Linked DNA regions of Mus musculus: all the other regions are linked to region 4. A link is a contact called in public Hi-C and HiChIP or PLAC-seq data. All regions are on one chromosome and are shown on one strand. The core of a region is the stretch at or near the end of the contact, and the rest is flanking DNA. Distances in the headings are between cores, read along the strand shown. Region 1 overlaps Dscaml1 (DS cell adhesion molecule like 1). Region 2 overlaps Dscaml1 (DS cell adhesion molecule like 1). Region 3 overlaps Dscaml1 (DS cell adhesion molecule like 1). Region 4 overlaps Dscaml1 (DS cell adhesion molecule like 1).

Region 1 (3,100 bases), core at 111-2,610, 170 kb before region 4:
CTCTTGTTTTTGTCTGAAGCATATTTAATAGGGACACATACTTTCTCCAACGCCATGCATTTCCTGTCTCAAGGATTGTTGGGAATTTGGACGTTGCTCTGTTCCATTGATTCATTCTGCCATCCAGGAAACCTTTCTTTTCACTCCCGCCCCAAGGTAGCCTGTTCTAGATTTCAAACTCTCAGAACTGGACAAAGGCAAGAAGTCATTTGGTTATGCTGGAACTGGACCTGTCGTCCTGTGCACACACTTAAATGTCCCCACCCCAGTGTGGTGACCCACAGAGGGTCCTCAGAGCCACCTGGGGCATGCAGACCAGGAGCCCTCACCATACAGGTAGTTCCCCTGGCAGCTTACCGTCCTGGCCTCTGGGGCCGGCTGAGGGAGAGGGAGAGGGGCTCTGGCTGCCGCAGAAGAGCAGGCCTGCCAGTGCCCCACTGACCTCGCATACTGCATTCAGGCCGGCTATTATCACTCAATTTTTATGCTGTGTTCCGGACACTGCTCTGCCTGTGTTCAACGCGCAGCTGTTAAAATATTAATGTCTGGCATGTGGCAAACATTTCAAGTATGTGGAGACTTGGGAGCTGCCTGAGCCAGGGCTTGTTGACACACTGCCACACCTGGGTATTGTTTGCTATGTAAATGCCACCGATTCCACCAGGATGCTGCTCAGCTCTGCTTCCCAGCCTGGGTCTGAGAGTGGGGCTGGTTCGGGGCTCCCTACATCCTGCACAGTGCCTGGCCCAGCCACATGGGTGTCTGTAAGGGCCATTTGCCAGAGGGCATCTGCAAAGGCAGGTTTTAGAACATTGTCTCCCAAACAGTGACCCTGAATGTTCTCTGAGGACAGCTCTATATCCAGATTTGGGGCTGGACACTGGATGGTTGGTGTGTATGTGTGTGTGTGTGTGTGTGTGTGTGTGTGTGTGTGTGTGTGTGTGTGGTAGGGACTGGTTTGACAGACCACTGTCTCTAGGTGCTTTCCAGCGACTGGAATACATACTAGAGTAGGGCAGACAAGATGTAGGCATAGGCTCCCCCTTCCCATACCCACAGCAGCTGTCCTTTTTTATCCCTCCCCTTCCCCCTCCCCTGCACTCCCAAACAGCCACACAATCCTTATCAACACAGGAAGCCACCTCCAGTCAATTGGAACAAGCCTGAGATGAAACCAATTTGTTGTCCCCACAGAGGAGAACATGAGTGATATGAAGTATACAGGGGCCTCCAAGGGGATCGCACCCTTCTGGTTGGGGGAGGCAAGGCTTGTGGAAGGAGGTGGCCCTTGCAGGGTGAGACTGATAGACCAGGAGTGTGGGCACAGGGTGGAGTGGGTGGAGCCTGAGCACAGCTGAGCGGTCACGTGCATACACAGGGCTAGATTAGGTAGTTCTGAGCATGGCGGCTCAGGGCTGCCTCTTAACCCTAGCCCTCCCCACCACCTGTTTTTTAATTCCAAAGGTGTGTGCACATGCATGTCTGCTCAAGTGTGTATTTGTGGGGGTGGGCATGGGGGGGTGCACACACGTGTGCATGCTTGCGTATGTGTCTGTGGGTCTGTGTGTATGTCTGTCTCTCTGTGTGTATGTATGTCTGTCTCTGTGTGTGTATACATGTCGGTTTCTGTGTGTGTGTCTGCCTGTGTGTGTGTGTGTGTGTGTGTGTGTGTATTTGTCTCTGTGTGTGTGTCTATGTGTGTATCTCTGTGTGTGTCTGCCTGTCTGTGTGTATCTCTGTGTGTGCCTGTCTCTGTATACGTCAGTCTCTGTGTATATATGTCTGTTTCTGTGTGTGTCTGTCTGTGTATGTCTCTGTGTGTGTCTCTCTCTGTATGTGTCTGTCTCTGTGTATATTTGTCTGTCTGTGTGTCTGTCTGTGTGTGTGTGTGTCTGTGTGTGTGTGTCTGTGTGTCTGTGTGTGTATATGTGTGTGTGTGTCTAGCTGTCTGTCTCTGTGTGTGTGTGTGTGTGTGTGTGTGAGTCTGTCTCTGTGCATATGTGTCTGTGTCTGTGTGTGTGTGTGTGCATGTGTGTGTGTGTATGTGGCAAGTGTGTGTGTGTGTTTGTGTGTTAGGATGGAGGAGGGTAGGATGAACATGTAGAGATCAGAAGATATAGTTCTTTCCTTCCATTCTTATATAGGTCCTGCGTATGAAACTCCGGCCACCAAGCAAACCCCTTTACCCACTGAGCCTTTTCACTGGTAGTACCGCAATAGCTTTAGCTGATAAAAACCCTTAGGAGACCTGTTCTTTCTCTACAAGTCTCTAAAAAGTCCTGCCAGATGAAAAGGAAAGCACTGTTGGCTTGGCATCACCAATCATGGGCCCAAGGATAGTCAGGCCTTTTCTGAAAAAGACCAGAAAGAAAATCAGCAAGCGTTTCAGGCTGAGCCCTGAGTACTCAGTGTGCTGTGGTGGCAGCATCCATGGCTGTAGACGGCACACCGGCAAGTCAGGTGTCTGTGGCTACCAAACCGTACTGGTGTACCCCAAATAAGAATTTCATTTATTTTTAATGTGGAATATCAGTATTCTTCTTCTGTTTGGGTTTATATTAACCCCAACCACTTAGTTCATTCATGTATCCGTAGCTCTCATGCAAGCCGTGGGCAGGATCTGGACTCCTAACCTGGAGAAGCATCGCTCCTCAGATGTGGTTGGCGCTTTGGGCTGCCTTCCCCTTTCGGCAGGTGTGTGCACCTGTTCTGATGGGTGTGGGAGGGGCGAAAGCTGCTTCCACAGAGCTCGTGGCTATGACATGGTCACAGCCAATCTCACGGAAAGCAAGGGTGGGTAAGAGAAGATTTAGTCAGATCGCCCACCTACAGAACATACCTTGAAGCTCTTCCGTGGGGACAGGCACATAATCTGTCTTCACTGTGTCCTCCAGACCTCCCCGAAACTCATGGTCAGAGACAGACACAAGCGCTCAGAGAGGGGCTGTAATTTTCTCAGGGGTTATTCAGCTGGCTAATGACACAGAACCACCCCGCTGCAATCCACTGGCAGATCTTTCCCCCAGTGGCAACAAGGCAAGAGCATCGCTGGGTTAAGCATCATCCTGGCCCCTGGCTCCCGGCTGTCAGGACGCACCCT
Region 2 (3,329 bases), core at 242-2,741, 190 kb before region 4:
TTCAAGTGCCTAAATTTGGAACACATTGGACCATGGCTCTATATGTTAAAGTGCTCACAATTAAGAAGACAACAGTGTATCTTAAATCTACAGCCTAGCTCAGAATGAGTGACATCCTAAAGCTGCCTTGGGTACCTTCACTTGGTCACAGGCACACTTAAAGCAATTGCTCCAAAGTCAAGAATAGAATTCAAACTCTTAGACTTTCCTGGTCATACTCTTGAAGCCTGACAGCATTGTCTCCTGAAACAGCGGATATCGGAGAGGTAACTCTCAAGTGGCAGGACTCAACTCAGTGTCCAGTTCCTACTGTGTGCCATGCGTTTGATTAAATGCAGCGGAAGGCATTCACCTAACCCTTCTTGACACCTCTTTAAGATCAAGTTTGTCACTTCACAGAACAGAAACTTGGATTCCAGATTCAAAAGAGCTAGCAGGAAGTGGGCTATGAGTCCAGATTTGAGGGGCCCCATAGACCATGGTCATTCTAAGCAACATGTTACAGATGCCTTCTGCCTTGCTGTAGAGGAAACCTTTCTCTAGTCAGTAAAAGGAGAGACCAACGCGATACCTCTGAATTATTATTATAGTTATATTATTAATATACTATTCCTGAGCCTTTGGAATGTATCCATTCAGGGGAGGAGAATTTTAGGTGTAAATGACCAGAGGGAGCCACTGATGCTCAGAGGGAAGGGCACAGGATACCAAGCACGTGATCCCATCTATCCTCAATGCTGGGGCATCTCCACGGTAACTGCCTCCAAGATCCTCCCTTCCATATAGCCACACTCCGTGCAGAGCTCTGTCCTATGGTCATGTGATGGAAGTAGTGGTGTCGCTTTCCATATTTGACTATGAACTCCTGCCCTGAGGTTGCTGACCCCAGGGAAAGCTGACTCATCAGAGTGGCAGTGTTACTACTGAGGGGAGGAATGAAAATCTCCAGTCAGCGAACCTAAGAAATTGAGGCCCCATGGGGAAGGAGAACACACAGGCTACAGTCTTAGCTGAACTTGGACTTTGCTCTGGTGAAATGTTGCGAGCAGCTGAGCAATGGGAGAGCCCCCCAAGCCACAATCACTCTGCTCAGCCACCTGGAAACTGTGTCTGAGAAGTTATGCATGATGGCTGGTCTCAGCTGCCCAGTCCTGAGATGAGTTGTTATGCAGCAGTACATAACTGATACAGACCACTAAGACACACTGAAGGTCTGATTTCCGATAGTCCCAACGAGTCCCGAAGATGGATCCACAAGCAGGAGTAGATGACTGTTTATTCACAGTCAGCACTGCACTTTTGGGCTTCCTAGCTCTGCCCTCAGCCTATGTCCATCTGCGTGTGCTTCTGCGTGAGGCCCAGGCTTCGGCGAGGGGGTGGGGGGAGAGGAGCCTGGCTGCAGGAACAGCCTGGCTGCTGTCTCCTGGTCGTGACAGGGACAGGGCCCGCTGGGCACAGCTCCGGGCTCAGTACAGTCTGAGCTTTATTTTGACCCCCTCTTGTTTGTTAAAACCTCTTTCATGTGGGGCGAGCAGACAGATGTGAGACCTTCCCCTGCTCACATAGGCTGGGAAAAGAGAACGCTATTCTGTTTTCTCCTCTCTTTCTATGGAGGGCTGGCCTTCTTGCTTTCTTTTTTATGTGCCTTTTAAAAGGGGTGATTGTGCTCCTCTTGGGGACACCCCACCCCCATAGCTTCTGCTCTTCGCAGGAGCAGGTGTCTTGGATCTGCCCTCTCTAGCCTGGGTGATCTTGAGCCAAAGCTACATGTTTTCTGAGTTTCAGGATTTTTTGTCTACAAACTCAGCCTCCCTGTGAGGTTTGAAATACAAAAGCCCTTTGTGTACCTGCGACATGGTTTTAACCCTGGTATTCTATGTGGCCTCGGAGACACCATGTTACCTCATAGACCTCAAGATCTTTCTATCTGTTCCCTTCCTCTCTCTGATGAAGGGAGATTCCTCTGACTTCCAAGTTGTGGTAGTAGCTTGGAGTTCCTGGAAAGGGAGATCTGGTCTACCTCACTCTCCCAGCTAGGCTGTAAGATGAGATGGCACAGCTTAGTTTTTCTGAAGATACCCACTACGTGGCATGAGAGAGAGGCCATTGAAGACTTCTTTTTTATCCAACCTATGTTCCCACTGGGCATCATAAGTCCCCATCTTTCTTGCAGAAGATGTGGCTTCAGTCACCCACTGCCCAGCAGTCAGGATGCATCAGGAGCAGTCTAGTTCTGGGTTCTCCCAGACTCTCTCTTTCCCTGAGCATCATACATCTGACTCCACATCCTCCAAAGCCCAGCTCCAGCCTCACCATTCTTAACTCCCACCATGTGCCTCTCTATCACTGAACTGTGTCCTTCAGAAGTACTGATGGAGTGCCACTGTTGTGGCAGGTCCTGGAGAGCTGTGGTGGAAACAGCACAGGCTTGCCCCTGCCCCTGTGGAGCCATCAGAAGATAATAGCAGTAACGTCAGGCAGACATAATTGCAAGAAAAGGAGAGACCATAGTGACAGGATGGATATCTGAAAAGGCTTTTCTGAGAAAATGACCTTCAAAACACAGGTGTGCTGGCTAGTTTTTACGTCAACTTGGTGGAAACTAGAGATCTTTTGGAAGAGGGAGCCTCAACGGAGAAAACGTCCCCATCAGATTTCCCTCTGGGCATTTTCTTGATTGGTGATTGATATGGGCCCAGCTCACTGTGGTTGGTAGTGCCCCTAGTCTGGGTGCCATAAAAAAGCAGGCTGAGCCAGCCATGAGGAGCAAATTCTTACTAGCAGTATTCCTCATGGCCGCTGCTTCAGTTCCTGCCTCCAGGTTCCTGCCCTGATTTACCTCATCAATGCAGTGTGACCTGAGAGTTGTATGCTAAAATAAACTCTTTCCTCCCTAAGTTGTTTTTGGTCATGGTGTTTTGTCATAACAATAGAAACCCCAAACAAAACCACAAATTGGTATCAGGTCATGAGAGTATTGCTGTGACAGACCTGTTTGAGTGTTTGGAGGAGAGAGGATTGAGGTAGGATTTGAACCTTGGGGTGGAAAAGCCATTGAGTGCTCAGAGCTCAGTGGGCTGCTGTGTGAGAGCTTTGAAGATAAGAATGCTGAGAGCAATGAAGACAAAGGAGAGAAGCAAAGAGTCTAATGGGGTTGTTTGTGTGATGTTTTGAATAAAGAGCCACTAAAGTGAGGCCTTCGCTTTGCTGAGACAATTGGTACTGGAGAGCTATGATCCAGAAGAGGCCAAAGCTGTATCTTGTGCTGACAGCCGAACTTGGTGATGTTGGTAAGAGTTTTACGGTGGTACTGGCTTTGAAGGCATGAG
Region 3 (3,064 bases), core at 386-2,885, 140 kb before region 4:
CCGAGAGAGAACCGATTAGGAGACCCTGGAAGCCAGAGGATCCATTTTAACCTGCGCTTGAAAACGCATAAAGCCTCATTTTAACCAGTTCCCAGGTAGTGCTGTCCCAGTGAGCTGCAGAGGGTAGAACCCTGAAAGCAAAACTACTGGACTTTTTTTTAGTGGATCTTTTTAGCACTTCAGTCTAAAGGTGTGCCCAGCCTTGGACTGCAGGGAGATGAGGCTAGTAAGAATGTGGCCCCAAACAAACTCATAAACTTAAAAACTTATGACGGGTTTCTCCTTTTTGTAATTATTGTTTCTTTTCTTGTAACTCTGTGGCCAGTGACTTCCTGCTATAGTGTCAAGGTTGGACAAGCCTGGGTTTAAGAACTGTGTTCTTAAGAACCTTAAGAACAGCTGGAGAGATGGTTCAGTGGTTAAGAGCACTGACTGCTCTTCCAGAGGTCCTGAGTTCAATTCCCAGTGACTACATAGTGGCTCACAACCATCTGTAATGAGATCTGATGTCCTCTTCTGGTACTCACATATATTAAATAAATAAATAAATAAATCTTTAAAAAAAAATTCCGGGAGCATGCCTTTAATCCCAGCACTTGGGAGGCAGAGACTTGGGAAGGCAGAGGCAGGCAGATTTCTGAGTTCGAGGCCAGCCTGGAAAACCCTGTTTCGAAAAACCAAAAGCACTGTGTTGTCTTTACTGAAGATAGCTGTCTGCAGGTTCCTTCCCGGGACATCTCTTCCCTGGGACAAGGCTTCATCTGTGAAGTTAAGGGCCTGAGACCTCTGGGTCAGCTGTCTTGTCCTGAGGTCACCTCCCGGAAATGGAAGCTCTAGGACAGCAGGAGAAGAAATAGCTCTGCTATGTCCTGGGCCATGAGGAGTGTGTGCCACTCAGAGCTAGGGTCACTAGCCTCTCTCCCACTCAGCACTCCAGAGCCCACCTCTTCTTTAGGGCCAGTGGACTTCCTGGAATCCCACCTGAAAGGGTCCCTGAGCCTCCAGAGGAGAGTCGAACCCCTGCCTGGTTGATTTACTGCTGGCTTCTGAGAAAATCAGGATAATCGTCATAACTCTGGCTGTCCTTTAGTACATTCTAGAAGAGTCTAGAAGGAAGTTCTAATTGACTGGATTCTATGTCCCTTAGGGCTTTTATTCTGTTCAGCCCTTTAGGGCAGAGAAGGCAAATCTGCACTGAGTGTCCTTTCCTTACAGACACAAGGTACAGAGAGGTTCGGGGGATTGTCTAAAGTCACACAGGCTGTCCCAGGTGAAGCCCAGTCAGAGGCCCTATCCCTTACCTCTGGGAGCCTGATGGGGGAGGTGAGGTTCTGTAGAGCTAAAGAGACAGAAGAAACCCTCCTGTACCTTCCTCTAATTCTTGTCCTGCTTGGCCTTAGAACCTATGTAGAAAATGGCAAGCTTGGCCTGCACCAAAGAACAGAACAGAGGCCCCCACCTAGAGGTGAAAGGGATTTATGCTCCTGGACCTAACCAAGAGCCTCCCTTAATGGTTCCTGGGAGCACCCAGCCATGTCCCTGCCGGTTCCGTCCCTCAGGGTTGGCATCTCTGTAGCAGTTTTACGCTCCAGAGTCTCTGAGTCATTATCTTCCCAGACACCATCCTTTTCTCCCATGTTATGGCTGCTTCTGCTGCGGATACATTCCTGTCTCCCACCCCTTCTCCGGGTGCGGGCTTTCTCTCCCCAGTTTGCCACCCCCTCCCCTACAGCTGTCACAGGGAAGGGGAGCAAGTCACAGCCCACGCTCAGAGCTGCCTGTGCAGCTGCCTCTAGACCCCCTGGACCTTGAGGTCTGTCCAGCCATAGTCTGACAATGGTGGTCACATCAGAGGTTCCAGCCATCTGGCCATTTTCCCCTGACGTCCCTGGGGCCCTTTGTGTAAGGACATGGTACACCTGCCATCGAGAATCTTCCCTCAGCAGTCATGTTAATAATTCATACTTTCAATTTCTCTTCTACCCTACCAGTAAAGATTATACTATATCTAAGCTTGCTTTATTTCCTCATTTTTTTAAGTGGGATGGTGTTAACTTCCTAGGGGTTAGAGAGTATTCTGTGTACTACGTGTGGGGTGTAACTATGGTCAAGTACTTGCCTGGTATGCAGAAGGCCCTGGGTTTGAGCCCCAGGTGGGGGGGGAAGAGAGAGAGAGAGAGAGAGAGAGAGAGAGAGAGAGAGAGAGAGAGAGAGAGAGAGAGATGCAGGAAAATTGCAGAATCAAATACAGATCCAAATCTGAATCCAGATGGCCCCTGACTTTAATTCCTGTAGTTCACTTTGGCTTTCTTCCTACCATTCTGTCTGCTGCCCACCCCCCTTCTCTCTCCCTCCCTCTTACCCTTCCTTTCTAGCTTCATCAGCCCACTTTCTGAGCAGCTCCTACCCACTAGGGATGCGGCTTCGGGACAGGGGTGCAAGACACCGTCCACAGAACTTGATTCTCTTACAGCTCGACTCTTAAAGAGCAGAAGTGCTGTGGGTCCCAGTGGGTCACAAGCCTCTCACTCACTCAGTGCTCCAATCACCAGCTTTTGGGCCACAGTGTAAAGACTCTTTAGAGACACCGAGCCAAACAAACAAGCCATCTTCCTCTGGCCCTGGTGCCACTTGTAGAGAGATGGTGGGTGAGCTCTCCCCTCCCCGCCCCTATGCTGACCACTGTGTTAGATTTCAGAATCCCTGGCATCCCAGTGGCATCTCTGTTCCTCCCCCTACTCCCAGGCATATGGCCGCCTCTTTGAACCCGATCCACCTCCCATTCTGGTTCCCTAGGAAAGGAAACTACAAACCTGTGAAGAGTTGTTTACAATTGGCTATGGCTGGGTCGGTCACAATCAGTTGAAAGAGGACTTTATTTACTGAGGGAGGTGGGCAGTGTGGACTGAGGACCAAGAGGGAGGGGAGAGGAGACTAATGGGCCAATGTTAGCTGCAAACCAGCACTCGGAAGGCAAGGCTCTACTTTCTGCTTCTGGTGTGATGGGGCCAGCGCCTGCTGTGCAGAGGTTGGGTCTGGCAGCCCCTACACCTGTGTGCTAAAA
Region 4 (3,325 bases), core at 426-2,925:
GCCAGGAACCTGACAGTCACAGCGGAAGGTGGAGGAAGCCCTCCTCCCCGAGCTAGCTTCTTACCTTCCTGTCATCTGGCTCACCCTGAGCAGCTCTCGGGGGGCCGAGTCACACGCATCCTGTGTACCCACCCTGCCACCTGTCACAGTGCCAGACGGCACGTGTTTGTTGAACTGAATCTGCCGCATTAGTCTGGGTTGGAGTAACTTATGGAAGCCACACTGTGAGCTCCGAGAACTGGGGGCTTCATGGCCATCTCAGCCCTGAGAAAGAGACCTGAGATACACATTGGCAGGACCACCTCCCTGCTTTAGGCTGTGCCAATGACAGAGTGCCCCCTACCTTGTGCCCTTCTGGGGCAGCCCATGGGCCCACACGCCAGGCCCCCATCTCCCTTCCACACCTGGGCAAATGGACTTGGTGATGATGAGCCATGGCCCTTCCTGCCCTGCTTCCACCCCACTGGGCATTGCAGAAGTCTGTATCCATTTCTGTTACAAGCAATGGGCCGAGAGCATACAGTGTAAACATCACATATTAAAACATCTAACCTCTGCTCTGCTCCCTGTGCCCAATGCTCCAGCAAGCATTTGGCCGGGTTTGTCAGCTAAAAGAAAAAAATAATAATAACAGGGCTCCAGCAAGCCTCAGAGTACTCGGAACATCCTGCAAGCTGCTCTCGGCTCATCAATTATTCAGCCCCATTCAGGGAGCGATCGCTCCTAATGAATTGAATCTGATGCATTCAGGCTCAGCGACTCGGTGGACCTGTAGTGATAGTAGAGTGACAGTATCTCCCAGCCCGAGGAGGGGGGGTGGAGAGTGTGTGCATGTGTGACTGTGTGTGTGTGTGTGTATGTGTGTGTGTAACTATGTGTGTGTACATGTGTGTCTGTATGTGCATGTGTGACTATGTGTGTGTGTGTGCATGTGTAACTGTGTGTGTATATGTATGTGTGCTCATGTGTGACTGTGTGTGTGTGTGCAGCTGTGGCTATGTGTGTGCGCCTGTATGTCTGTTTGTATGTGTGTACATGTTTGTCTCTGTCTGTCTGTGTCTATCTATATGTATGTGTCCGTTTGTCTGTCTGTCTGCATGCCCAGGCATGTGTGTCTGTCTGTCTGTGGGTGGGTCTGTGTATCTGTGTGTCTGTCTATCAATGTGTGATACAGGCTTGTGTGCAAACCTTCCTGCTCTCCCTTATCACCATTTGGGAAAAAAAAAAAAAGACCAGTATGCAGCTATAGGAGGGGTAAGGTCCCCTGTTTCCTCTCGAGCAGACACTCACGTAAAGGCCTGGAAGCCAGTTCCCCCACCTCTCTGAAAGCTCAGCTCCTCCACCCCACCCTCTCCGCTCGCCTCCCCCACCTCATTAGAATGCACTTTTGCAGAAGAGCCCATCAAAGCTGATTATGATCACGCTGCTTGATTAGCGGCTGTGCTCTTCCAAGAGCTCCCCAAGGAGGGGGGAGGAGGAGGCGCCCCTGGACATGGCAAGGGGCCCAGGCTCCAGGGGGGGAAGGGGTGAGTGCAGGGGTGTGGACTCCGGACCCTATGGCTACTGGACATTGGAAGGTGCATCAAGTCAGAGGGGCAGACTGGAACAGAGTGCAGAAAAGGCTCAGATGGAGCAAGACAGGAACCGGAAGCTCGCAACAGTGTATCAAGTTCCCTCCCCAACCCCCACTTCTCTGTGGGTGCCAAGACTGGTGGACCAGATGTGGCCAAACCAATGCTGCTTCGTGAGCTGGAAAAACAACTGCTGAGTCGGTTCCTTCTGAGGACTGCTTGTCTGCTAATGAAATTTTCAATCAGTGAGCCAAGATCAGAATATACCCGACATGCATATACACACACGTGTGCAGTGATGTGTGAGGTGCACACATGTGTACAAACTACACCCACGATCAAGTGTCAAAGGGGCACAGTAGCCCGCCCGTGATGGGGCAGATTCATACACATGCATGTGAACGGTTATGTGTTCATAAATGCCTTCTCTAGTAAAAGGACATCCCTGACCCATGAAAGGCAGCTACGGGTGGTTATATGGAACACTGCTCAAGAGTTCCTGCCAGGGAAGCCCAGCCAGGCAGGAGGCAGAGGGGCAAAGGGATGCTTTGAGGAATTCCTGGGCTTGGCACATGCAGCACTGAATGACAAGGGGAACCAGCTGCAGGGGACAGCATTTGTCTCTGGGGCTCGGGACAGATCCTTGGCAGGATACTAAGAGGAGCCCACACAGAGCCAACCTAGATTTGGGGACTTTTGAATCCTCAGCAGCTGAGAAATAAAAGCATCTCCGGATGCAAAGACTGAATGTTTGATTAACCAAGGGCAGGGTGCACAACTGGGGCCTCTTGCCACGGTTCTGTAGGGGAAATGTCTCCACCTTACATCCGAGTCTCCGAGAGCCTCTACAGCTAGACTGAGGGCCAGAGGCACACTCTGACTGGAGTGAGGCCATGCCAAGTCCCCATAGAAAGCAAGCCAGCAGAAGAGGGCACTCACCCCACACAGACACTTCCTCCAATATCCCTATCCCAGACTCACACACATATGTCCCTATCAAGTCTGTGTGTAGCTTCAGCCGGACAGTAACTGAAAGTAACTGGATCCTGTTAGGGATCCCTGTCTCACTCCCATGAACAGATTGGGGTGGGAGGTTCTATGATCTCCGGATATCAGCTACCCACCTACCTGAATGCCTGCTACAGTTGGAGCTGGTTTGGAAGGAGCCCTGCTGGAACCCACAGGCAAGGGGCACCACAGTCTCCAGTACTGCCGATTTTTGAGAGTTCTCTGCTTGCAGCCAGGTTTCCTTGGGAACACAGAGCAAGCAACCACCTTCAGGGACAGATGGGGCTGGTGATGGTGGTAGTGACTGTGTTAGAGATGGGGAAGCTTTGGCAGTATGTTCGTTCACTCTGTGACTGATTGTGCACCTACTATGTTCACTCAGTCACTGAATGTGCACCAACCTCGTTCCCAGTGCTATTTCCATTTCTCCAACACAGCTGTGCTCAACACAGCACACAGCATCCCCCACCCTCCAGGAGCTCACATCCTAAGGATAAACAGACAGTGGATACAATGTGTGACACTAAATCTAAACTGGATACCACAGTGCCAGGAGGAAGAGACCTTGTGGTCAGGGAAGGCATTGCCAAGAAGGGGTGGTTGTGATAAAAGCTGAAGAAAACAGTGCTTATTCCTAGAGTAATTAGATTTATTGAACCTGAAAACTCAGTGTCATGCTAGTAAAATTAATTGGCCTACTTCCACCATTTTGTGTCGTGTGTGTATGTGTGTGTGTGTGTGTGTGT

What was found. Hi-C and Micro-C count contacts between places; a contact is called where the count stands out from the background. HiChIP or PLAC-seq counts read pairs in DNA pulled down with a chosen protein or histone mark.
Region 1: a Hi-C map of the N1E-115 cell line shows a contact between it and region 4, with 4 times the contacts expected there. The contact joins two enhancer-like sites. A contact is called at or near these places in 2 of 484 Hi-C or Micro-C datasets (the N1E-115 cell line and myocytes), 1 of 115 datasets of contacts at active chromatin or transcription factors (embryonic basal ganglia) and 1 of 9 other capture datasets (pancreatic islet).
Region 2: a contact with region 4 is called in an H3K27ac HiChIP or PLAC-seq map of oligodendrocyte precursor cells, with 4 times the contacts expected there. The contact joins two enhancer-like sites. A contact is called at or near these places in 1 of 484 Hi-C or Micro-C datasets (the N1E-115 cell line), 3 of 115 datasets of contacts at active chromatin or transcription factors (embryonic basal ganglia, oligodendrocyte precursor cells and stem cell-derived neural progenitor cells) and 1 of 9 other capture datasets (pancreatic islet).
Region 3: a Hi-C map of cerebral cortex shows a contact between it and region 4, with 1.9 times the contacts expected there. The contact joins two enhancer-like sites. A contact is called at or near these places in 3 of 484 Hi-C or Micro-C datasets (cerebral cortex, female germline stem cells and uterus) and 3 of 115 datasets of contacts at active chromatin or transcription factors (VIP interneurons, embryonic basal ganglia and stem cell-derived neural progenitor cells).

Annotation. Positions count from the first base shown.
Region 1 is chr9:45,504,496-45,507,595 of GRCm38.p6, forward strand. The region is part of intron 3 of Dscaml1 (DS cell adhesion molecule like 1); the gene reads left to right. Among named protein-coding and RNA genes, the nearest start is that of 4833428L15Rik, 75 kb to the left of the region's middle. Within about 2 kb of position 1,361, at least 59 of the 459 cell types and tissues checked have an H3K27ac peak or open chromatin away from gene starts, as enhancers often do. A contact at or near this core is called in the N1E-115 cell line, where this site is marked.
Region 2 is chr9:45,485,905-45,489,233 of GRCm38.p6, forward strand. All of the region lies in intron 3 of Dscaml1 (DS cell adhesion molecule like 1), which reads left to right. Among named protein-coding and RNA genes, the nearest start is that of 4833428L15Rik, 56 kb to the left of the region's middle. Within about 2 kb of position 1,492, at least 21 of the 459 cell types and tissues checked have an H3K27ac peak or open chromatin away from gene starts, as enhancers often do. A contact at or near this core is called in oligodendrocyte precursor cells, where this site is marked.
Region 3 is chr9:45,533,081-45,536,144 of GRCm38.p6, forward strand. All of the region lies in intron 3 of Dscaml1 (DS cell adhesion molecule like 1), which reads left to right. Among named protein-coding and RNA genes, the nearest start is that of Gm22069, 100 kb to the right of the region's middle. Within about 2 kb of position 1,636, at least 13 of the 459 cell types and tissues checked have an H3K27ac peak or open chromatin away from gene starts, as enhancers often do. A contact at or near this core is called in cerebral cortex, where this site is marked.
Region 4 is chr9:45,676,001-45,679,325 of GRCm38.p6, forward strand. The region is part of intron 8 of Dscaml1 (DS cell adhesion molecule like 1); the gene reads left to right. Among named protein-coding and RNA genes, the nearest start is that of Gm22069, 43 kb to the left of the region's middle. Within about 2 kb of position 1,676, at least 116 of the 459 cell types and tissues checked have an H3K27ac peak or open chromatin away from gene starts, as enhancers often do. A contact at or near this core is called in the N1E-115 cell line, cerebral cortex and oligodendrocyte precursor cells, where this site is marked.